Regions from separate parts of the Mus musculus genome. Here all the other regions are linked to region 1. A link is a contact called in public Micro-C and promoter capture Hi-C data. All regions are on one chromosome and are shown on one strand. The core of a region is the stretch at or near the end of the contact, and the rest is flanking DNA. Distances in the headings are between cores, read along the strand shown. Region 1 holds the start of Cnnm2 (cyclin M2). Region 2 holds the start of Neurl1a (neuralized E3 ubiquitin protein ligase 1A). Region 3 holds the start of Calhm2 (calcium homeostasis modulator family member 2).

The links. Promoter capture Hi-C pulls out the DNA fragments that hold promoters and counts their contacts. A called contact is a pair of places that touch in the nucleus more often than the background predicts.
Region 2: a Micro-C map of embryonic stem cells shows a contact between it and region 1, with 5 times the contacts expected there. The contact joins the promoter of Neurl1a here to the promoter of Cnnm2 in region 1. A contact is called at or near these places in 12 of 39 promoter capture datasets (the C10 cell line, the HPC-7 cell line, the SN4741 cell line and 6 more), 1 of 15 datasets of contacts at CTCF or cohesin (embryonic stem cells), 8 of 484 Hi-C or Micro-C datasets (embryonic stem cells, palatal mesenchyme and pre-B cells), 5 of 115 datasets of contacts at active chromatin or transcription factors (embryonic stem cells and stem cell-derived neural progenitor cells) and 1 of 9 other capture datasets (embryonic stem cells).
Region 3: a contact with region 1 is called in a promoter capture Hi-C map of pre-B cells. The contact joins the promoter of Calhm2 here to the promoter of Cnnm2 in region 1. A contact is called at or near these places in 5 of 39 promoter capture datasets (the C10 cell line, hippocampal neurons, neural stem cells and 2 more), 1 of 484 Hi-C or Micro-C datasets (embryonic stem cells) and 3 of 115 datasets of contacts at active chromatin or transcription factors (embryonic stem cells and large pre-B cells).

The regions. Positions count from the first base shown.
Region 1 is chr19:46,760,182-46,763,029 of GRCm38.p6, forward strand. It overlaps Cnnm2 (cyclin M2), which reads left to right and starts at 1,428. Exons shown (of 8, transcript NM_033569.3): 1 at 1,428-2,848. The coding sequence starts at 1,592.
Region 2 is chr19:47,177,399-47,180,246 of GRCm38.p6, forward strand. Neurl1a (neuralized E3 ubiquitin protein ligase 1A) reads left to right here and starts at 1,422. Exons shown (of 6, transcript NM_021360.4): 1 at 1,422-2,153. The coding sequence starts at 2,069.
Region 3 is chr19:47,136,830-47,139,677 of GRCm38.p6, forward strand. Calhm2 (calcium homeostasis modulator family member 2) reads right to left here and starts at 1,465. Exons shown (of 3, transcript NM_133746.5): 1 at 1,076-1,465.

The sequences.
Region 1 (2,848 bases), core at 178-2,677:
CGGCCGGGCGTGGTGGCGCACGCCTTTAATCCCAGCACTCGGGAGGCAGAGGCAGGCGGATTTCTGAGTTCAAGGTCAGCCTGGTCTACAAAGTGAGCTCCAGGACAGCCAGGGCTATACAGAGAAACCCTGTAAACAACAACAAAACAAAACAAAACAACAAAAAAAAAAAAAAAAAAAAAAGAGAGAATTGCGAGGATACCGCTGAAATGAGCCCAGAAATCACTCGTCCTGGAAATTATAAAAAACACTGTGGGTGTTCACAAAAAAGGAAGAGTATTGTGTTTATGGAATACAAAGTAAGATCAGGAAAAACATTTTAAAACGCGCTTCAGTTGGGAGGCAGAAAGTTCAGTTTGGGAGCTACTGTGCTACCGCATCTAGTCTGATGCAATGGACTTGAGAGTCCTGGTGAGCTGTGCTCCACAATGAATCTTCTCCGGAGCTAACAGCGTTTGACCTGTGCATTTCATAATAAGCTTTCATGGGCCTTCTCAGGTTGCTCTCCCCTTCCTATTTCCCCAAATTGCCTGGGTGCACGTTAAAAAACAAAACAAAACAAAACAAAACAAAACCAAAAATAGGGTCCATCTCATTCTGTGATTATAGCAGGACTACAGGAGAATCCCTGTGATGACAAAGTTTGGGAAGCTGACCACACTTTGAGAGGTTTGTTGAGAGCTAGAAAACAGCAAAGGTCGTCCGTGAGGGCCGGCAGGTGGCGCCACATGATCGTGAGCAGCTGAGGGCTCACAGAGTCACGGAGACCGCAGGTCCTCGGCGTTGCTAGGGCCACCCTGTCACCGCGAATCTCCAGAGGAACCGCATGCAGGGGTAGTGGGCTGGGGGGCTTGACTAGTATCCCGATTTGGTTTTAGGCTATGTGCATCGTAAGCTGTCTCCAGTCCGGCTCTGGTGCTCCCAGGGAAGGAGGGCTCAGCCCATTCTGCGGCGACACGGAGCCCCGTGGAGCCCGCAAGTCCCTGCAGCAAGGACCCGAGGCCTCGCGCCTCAGGGCAGTATTGCAGGGCTGCCAAGCCGCGCGCGAGGATCTACTACAGAGACCCCACAGGGAGCGCCGCACCCGCGGACCGCTCCCTTTCATTGGCCGCCTGGAGGAAGACCACGCCCCCATCCCTACAGCGCTCATCTTTGACTGGCTCTTGCATCCGGGATGGCCACGCCTCCTCCCCGCGCATACACAAGAGTCACGCGCCTTTCAGTTGGAAACTTGGCATGCAGAGGAGGACAGTGGCCCTCATCTCCCCGCCCACCTCCCGTGCCATTGGTGCGGCACGCCGACTGCGACCACGCCCCCATTCCAGCCCCCTGGCTGGGAAGGCGGGCACCCGCTCTTGATTGGCTGGCAGACCTGCCTCTCGCGGGAGAGGCTAGCACGCCCCTCCCTCCGCTCCCTCCTCCCTCGAGCCCGGGGGTTCCTCAGCTGGCTCAGTCCGAATCAGTGTCATTCAGAGAGAAGGACAGCTAAGGGCTGGGCGCGAACGCGCGGTTGCAGTCCTGCTCGGGCGCCGGTGCCTGCGCTCGCGCCGCCGGGTGGGAAGGATGAAGCCTCAGCTGGAGCAGCCACCCTATGATTGGCTGTGGCGCTTGTGAACCCGAAGTAAAGATGGCGGGCGGGCAGGCAGCCGCCGCACTGCCCACTTGGAAGATGGCGGCGCGCCGCAGCCTCAGTGCCCGCGGCCGGGGGGTCCTGCAAGCAGCTGCGGGCCGGCTGCTGCCGCTGCTACTGCTGAGCTGCTGCTGGGGAGCGGGCGGCTGCACAGCGGCCGGCGAGAACGAGGAGACCGTGATCATCGGGCTGCGGCTGGAGGATACGAACGACGTGTCGTTCATGGAAGGGGGTGCTCTGCGGGTGAGCGAGCGGACCCGGGTCAAGCTGCGGGTGTACGGGCAGAACATCAACAACGAGACGTGGTCCCGCATCGCCTTCACTGAGCACGAGCGGCGCCGGCACACACCCAGCGAGCGTGGGCTGGGGGGCCCCGCGCCTCCGGAGCCGGACAGCGGCCCCCAGCGCTGCGGCATCCGCACCTCAGACATCATCATCTTGCCCCACATCATTCTCAATCGCCGCACATCGGGCATCATCGAGATCGAGATTAAACCGCTGCGCAAGATGGAGAAGAGCAAGTCTTATTACCTGTGCACGTCTCTCTCCACGCCCGCACTAGGCGCCGGCGGCTCCGGGTCTGCGAGTGGCACCGTCGGGGGCAAGGGTGGCGCGGGGGTGGCCGGACTCCCGCCTCCTCCGTGGGCCGAGACCACCTGGATTTACCACGACGGTGAGGACACCAAGATGATAGTGGGCGAGGAGAAGAAGTTCTTGCTGCCCTTCTGGCTGCAAGTGATCTTCATCTCGCTGCTGCTGTGCCTGTCGGGCATGTTCAGCGGCCTCAACCTGGGGCTCATGGCTCTGGACCCGATGGAGCTGCGCATCGTGCAAAACTGCGGCACGGAGAAAGAGAAGAATTATGCCAAGCGCATCGAGCCGGTGCGCAGGCAGGGCAACTACCTGCTGTGCTCGCTGCTGCTGGGCAACGTACTGGTCAACACCACGCTCACCATCCTGCTGGACGACATTGCGGGCTCAGGCCTTGTGGCGGTGGTGGTCTCCACCATTGGCATCGTCATCTTCGGAGAAATCGTGCCCCAAGCCATCTGCTCCCGACACGGCCTGGCGGTAGGGGCCAACACCATCTTCCTCACCAAGTTTTTCATGATGATGACATTCCCCGCTTCTTATCCGGTTAGCAAACTGCTGGACTGCGTCCTGGGCCAGGAGATAGGCACGGTCTATAACCGGGAAAAACTGCTGGAGATGCTCCGG
Region 2 (2,848 bases), core at 172-2,671, 420 kb after region 1:
CTGACCATTCTGTAGCCAGTCAGCACCTGATCCCAGGCACCCCAGAGGCTTGGGGCTGGGGCTGGGACTGGGGGCCTGGTTGTCTTTCTCCTCAAACACCAGAGCATACCTTTCACAGGTATTTCTAGCTTGCCTGGAGTCTCTGAAACTTAAGGATATAACATGTGCAATCAGAGGAGAGTAAAAGGCAGGACAGGGGGCTAAAGGGGATCAGAGATGATGTCTAAAGATCACAGTAGGATTTTACTGCTGGCAGGCATGGGGATCCATTCACTGTACAAATACTTCTGAGAATCCGCATGTCCCTGCCCTGGGAGCTAGAACACTGTGAGGAAAGTGGCTGGCCGACTCTCCCCTCAGCAAGCTTATTCTCTATCAAGAGAAGCCGAATCTAACCAAGCAGAAAAGGCTACTTTTAGGCAAAGTCATATAAAAGCCACGAAGAGAATGGGATGACCCTATGGAGAATGATAGAGAGAGGCAGAGATGCTTAGCTGGGGTGGTCAGGAAAGAGCTGTGCCTACACATTGAGGATGGGTCCTATGGAGAAACTTCCAGAAAAGGATGGAGGAGATGTCTGTGTCCCACTCATGACCCAGGGCTCACTCTGGATCCGAGTTGGGAAAGTCCGGTTAGAGTGAGCGATGGCCCCGAGAAGCAGCAAGGCTGATGAAGGTGTGAGATGGACAGACGGACTGTCTTCTCCCCCATGATACACTGGGAGAAATAACCGCCCCAGATCCAAGATGACTTCCTGGTCCCTCCTGCAGGTAGCAGTGCTGAGCTACACAGATGGAAGAGTCACGTGAACAGGACATTTACAGACTGCCCCCTTCCTCGAGGAAGCCACCTTGGTCTACTATAGGCTATAGCACCCCCTCTATCCCTTCCCCAATCTCTTAGTTTTCCAGCTGACAGAATAATTCAACTTGGAACCGATATCTCTCTCATGGTTTGTACCTGAGCTGGGTCCCATCGGCTTGCTTCTGGTCTTGTGGTTCTCCGTTCTTGAACATGCAAAGGATGTTTGAACAGTCAGGAAATGGTCTGACTGGGGTTCTGATTGGAAGTTCCAACTACAGCGAAGGGGAGGTGACTGTATTCCTGATCTCAATTGTCTTAATTCATTATCCACTCACTCCTGAGCGTTTTAACACGTGCCAGGCCCTGAATCCCGTGCTAGGGAGCCTCCATTAGGGCTACCTCGCCACGCCCTGGCTCCGGGGCTCCCAGCGTTGTGGCGGTCCTCTTCCTCTTGTTTTCAGGTTCTATGTCCCAGGACAGGGAGACGCTCAACCTCCGAAGCTCCCATCTATTCCTGACGTCAGGTCCGGAGCAGTGCCGCCCCCAACCCTGGGTCCCGCGCGCCTTCGAGAACTTATAGCCAGCGGGAACGCGGCGCGCCCCGAGACCCACATCTGGCAGAGCGGGCGCGCGCGTGTCACTAAGACGCTCATTAACCTGCGCAGCTGTCGCCATAACAACCGGAGCCCCGGAGTCCTGGCGACGCTAGGGCGGGGGTTGGGGGCGGCGGCCTCGGGAGGGACCTGGCGGGAGCGGGGGCGGTCCACACGAGCCGGGCGCTGCAAGCTCACCCGCGGGCGGGAGGGCGCCACGCACGTCGCCGCGGCCGTCCCCGCGGGCGGGGACCGAGCCCGCCGACGAGCCTCCGAGCAGCCGCGCGCCGAGCCCCGACTCTATGGCCCGCGGGGAGCGCGCCGCCGCTGCGCCGCCCACCCGCAGCCGGAATCCGAGCTCCAGCACCAGGCAGAGCGCAGCGGCTCGCGCCGCGGGCCGGGGCCCAGGGGCCGGGCCGCCCCGGGCGCGGGGCATGGGAGCCCGGTAGCCGGGTGGCGCGAGGACCCCCACGGCGGGCAGGACCCGCCGAGCGAAGACCGCCAAGCCCAGGGAGAGCCGGAGACAGCAAACCGCCCGCCCCCGGTCGCAGCCCCGCCAGGGCCCTCCCCTGGCAGCGCGCACCCGCGCGCGCACACACTTGCACACCTTTCCTCCGCTCCTGCCCAGCCTTGCCTGGCTCCCGCCGGAGCACCCCCGGGGGGCCGATGCCATGGGTAACAACTTCTCCAGTGTCTCCTCTCTGCAGCGAGGAAACCCGAGCCGCGCGTCGCGGGGCCACCCCCAGAACCTCAAAGGTAGGCTTCGCTGACCGGGGAGCAATTGCAGGGAGGGTTGCGGCGCAGGTGGAGTGGTGGGCAGGGGTGCGGTTGGGGACGACCGGCAGGTGCCACCTGTTGTGTGCATTTGGAGGGCGGGAGAGGCGCTTCTGACAGTGGAGGTGGGCTGTGGTGGCAGCTGACCGGTGCTGATGGTGGAGATGAGGGAGGATGGCGGTCGGTGGGGGTCTGCGCAATTCTCCTTATCTGCCCTGGCAACGTCACTGGAGTCCCCTCCAGTGATGCTAAGCGGTGAGAAGAGGTGGGAAAAACATTTGCCGGCTGGATAGGGCAGTGTGGAGGGAAACCTAGGTTTTTCCAGATGAGCCTCCCAAGAGAGTCATTGTGGTCTTTTTTGCATTTGCCTAGGGCTGGGGGAGATCCCGCTGGAAGCACTAGTTGCATTTCCAAGCAGAGGGTCTTAGAGATTCAGGACTAGAAGGGCAGACGCGTGCTCCCGGGGTCTTTGCAAGTGGGTGATCTTTTGCACCGTCTGAGTCAGGTTGTTTGGTTTTGTTTGTTTATTTGTTTGTTTGTTTGTTTTGTGCATCCAAAGACAAAGTATCTGGTCTGAACCCTAGAAAGAGGGGAAGGGAGCTTCCAAACAGATGGAACGTTATCGGGAGGGTTTGCTGTCTATGGCCCATCCAGCACCCTCTGGGGGAGGCCCGAGG
Region 3 (2,848 bases), core at 215-2,714, 380 kb after region 1:
GATGCTTCTCCTGATGCCAAAGACGGGAAAATCAAGGGGACAGGGTGTCTTGCCTGAGGCCAGACAAATCCAGAGGAGCCAGCTGAGATTTTGACCATGACTTGAGAATACTTAGAAAGTGGACACAATGTGTCAGAGCTAAACTAGCTCCCTCTGTTCATGGCCTCCAGACCTTGCTCTCCTTATTGCTTTCTCCATGCAGCAGCCTGCAGAATCTCTGCCCCAAGGAGCCACAGGTAGCTTCAGCGGGGTTTCAGGCTCGCTGTACTTATCTGCCCTCTTCTGCTTCATGACCTCAGCAGAGATGGCTCTGTGCCAGAAGAGGCCATGGCCTCAGGCTCTTTGGAAGTTTAGCCCCAATTCCCTTCCCAGACTCCACCCATACAGCCAGAGAGACAGTCAGGGTGTGGCCCCATGTCCACCCCCATCAGGAGAACAGGCACTGGGTGGGGTGGGGTGCGGTGGGGGGGACACCAAAAGAAACAGCTCTCCAAGCCAGATGAAGCCTGTGAGTGGAGAGAGGTCAGGCTGTGGAGAGAGATAGGGGAAGCCTGTGCTAAGTCTTTCTGGGTTATATTCACTTCTCTTTTCCTGTTGCCGCCTCTGCCGAGGATGCCATCTGGCACAGGCAGAGCCATGTGGGCTCTGGGAGGAGGGAGGACTGTCTGACTCCCCGGTTCAGAGCCCAGAGCTTCTAAATAATCCCACAAGGAAAGAACTTTGTCCTGTTGCTGGCCATAAACAGGCTAACAGGCAACTCCATCTTCTCCCTCCCTCCCTTCTTGGCTGCTAGGCACCCATTTGCTCCTTGGGGTGGTCTTGGGATCCTAAACCCACCCTCACATGGGGAACACAGTGCCTGACAGATAGCATAGGGATGGAGCAGAGCTGGGACCCGGCCATCCTCTGAGATTATCATGGGGGGGGGGGGGGCTCTTCCCAAGGACAGGAGACAGACAGCTGGGGGTGGGGGAAGCATCATTTCCGTGTTCTTCCCGGAGTTCCCTCCAGATAGTCTCTAGAGGCTGCCGGCTCCTTTAACAGCTGCACACTCCAGGAAAGGGCCCCTCCTTACCTAGGGCTGGTTGCAGGCCCCCGTGGCCTTGGATTCCTGATGGATTGACAGCAGTGTGGGCTCCCGCAGACACTGGGAAGGTGCTCCTGACCGCGAGGCAAAGTGGCCTCACGGGGTTCACTGCCGGCTTTGCTTTTGCACCCAGGTCCGCGTAGGATCCGGGCCCAGCGTTTGAACGCAACGCAACGGAGCTTTGGGCCCAGTTACAAACAAACTTAACTGGAGGCGTCTACAGATGAAGTGCAGGCATCTGCAGACAAATTTAACTCCAGAAAAGAGAGAGAAAGAAACAGTGGCGTGGAACTTTCTAGCCAGAGAATGGAAAAACAGCCTCCTGGCGCCAGGCAGAAGAGGGAGGGCTGCTGAGGGCGGCGCGAGGCAGAAACAGAGGAAGTGGAGAAGCGGTCTCCGATGCTGCGTCCTGTCCCAGCCCGCCTCTGGGCCCGCTGTGGCTGGCCCTACTGGCCCTGCCTTGACTCTACCCTGAGCACCCCTCGGGGGCCATCTGGGAAGGTCTAGGCAGTTGCCAGGCAGGGCCCTCAAGGAGATCTTGCCTAGGCTTGCCCTCCAGGCCAGTTAGAAGAACATCCCCCGTACTTGACACCCACCTGGCAGAAGCTGCGGGAGGAGTTCCCTGCAGAGTCAGGGGAGAGGTGGGTGTTCAGGATTGATGGTGATGCTCCAGATTGCAAACTCCTGGTCAAGACCCTGGTCCCCTCCTCCCCTCCTCTCTCTGCGCATCCTGCCTTTGCCTGTACCTGCCATCCCCAGAAGAGGACCTTCCCATCATAGTCCATCTAACTCCTAGGTACTGTCCCCATCTGGGTATCTAGAACTCCTAAGGCAGAGGCTGGTCTTAGGTAGAAATTAAAGGGAGACAGGATCTCTTAAACTGCACCGCCTGCCCCTAGAGTCGTCTCTGGGAGCTCACAAGTCATGAGTCAAGTCCACTGACAGGGAGAGTGTCAAGATGGCCTCAGTGGCTCCTAAGATTGGGAGAGATAGCCTTCACGGCCATCAGCTCTCCAGGGCTGGGACAGTGGGATTCACACTGAGCAGGGACAAGCCACACCCTCCTGAGTCTGGCTTGTCTGTGTAGCAGGGATAAATGGAGAGCAATCGGTACCCGTGCCTTTCCAAGAAGCACTTTACAGGGTGGGGGACTTGCCTGAGCTCCCACCACTCTGGAGTTAGGTCTCACCAAAGCTTCCCTCACGTCTGTTCCTCTGAGCACTTTCTGGCACCTTATCCCCTGTGGGTGCCCCACCCCACCCTGCAAGTGCACGCGTGCACACACACACACACACACACACACACACACACACACACACACACTTGGTCTGTATTCATTTGGTCCCTTTATTCGGATCTGGGGTTAAGTTCAACTTCCTGTTCCCTGTGGCACCTGGGTCCCAGCTGAGAGTGGAGGTGGGCTCTGAGATAGGCAGGCCAAGGGGCTGGAAGATGGGGCCAGGAAACAAGAAACTGTCTGCACTTCTACTTTCTTTTCTTGGACAAGACAGCAGCTAAGTATTCCTGTCCTGTCCCATCCCTTGGTCGGGTTCAGGGGAGAGGAGAGCAAGCAGTCATGAGTTCCGAAAGGAATGAGCACCTTAACCACACAGCTCCAAGTGTCTGCTGCGTGCCACACGCTTTTACGCATGGTGTGTGAGACCCCGACTTAGAATGTTTCTCCCTGGAAGGTAAAGCCCCTGGCTGTTCCCCAAGCTTGTTTTCCCTGATCTCTAAAAATACAGCCAGAAAGAAGCTCTT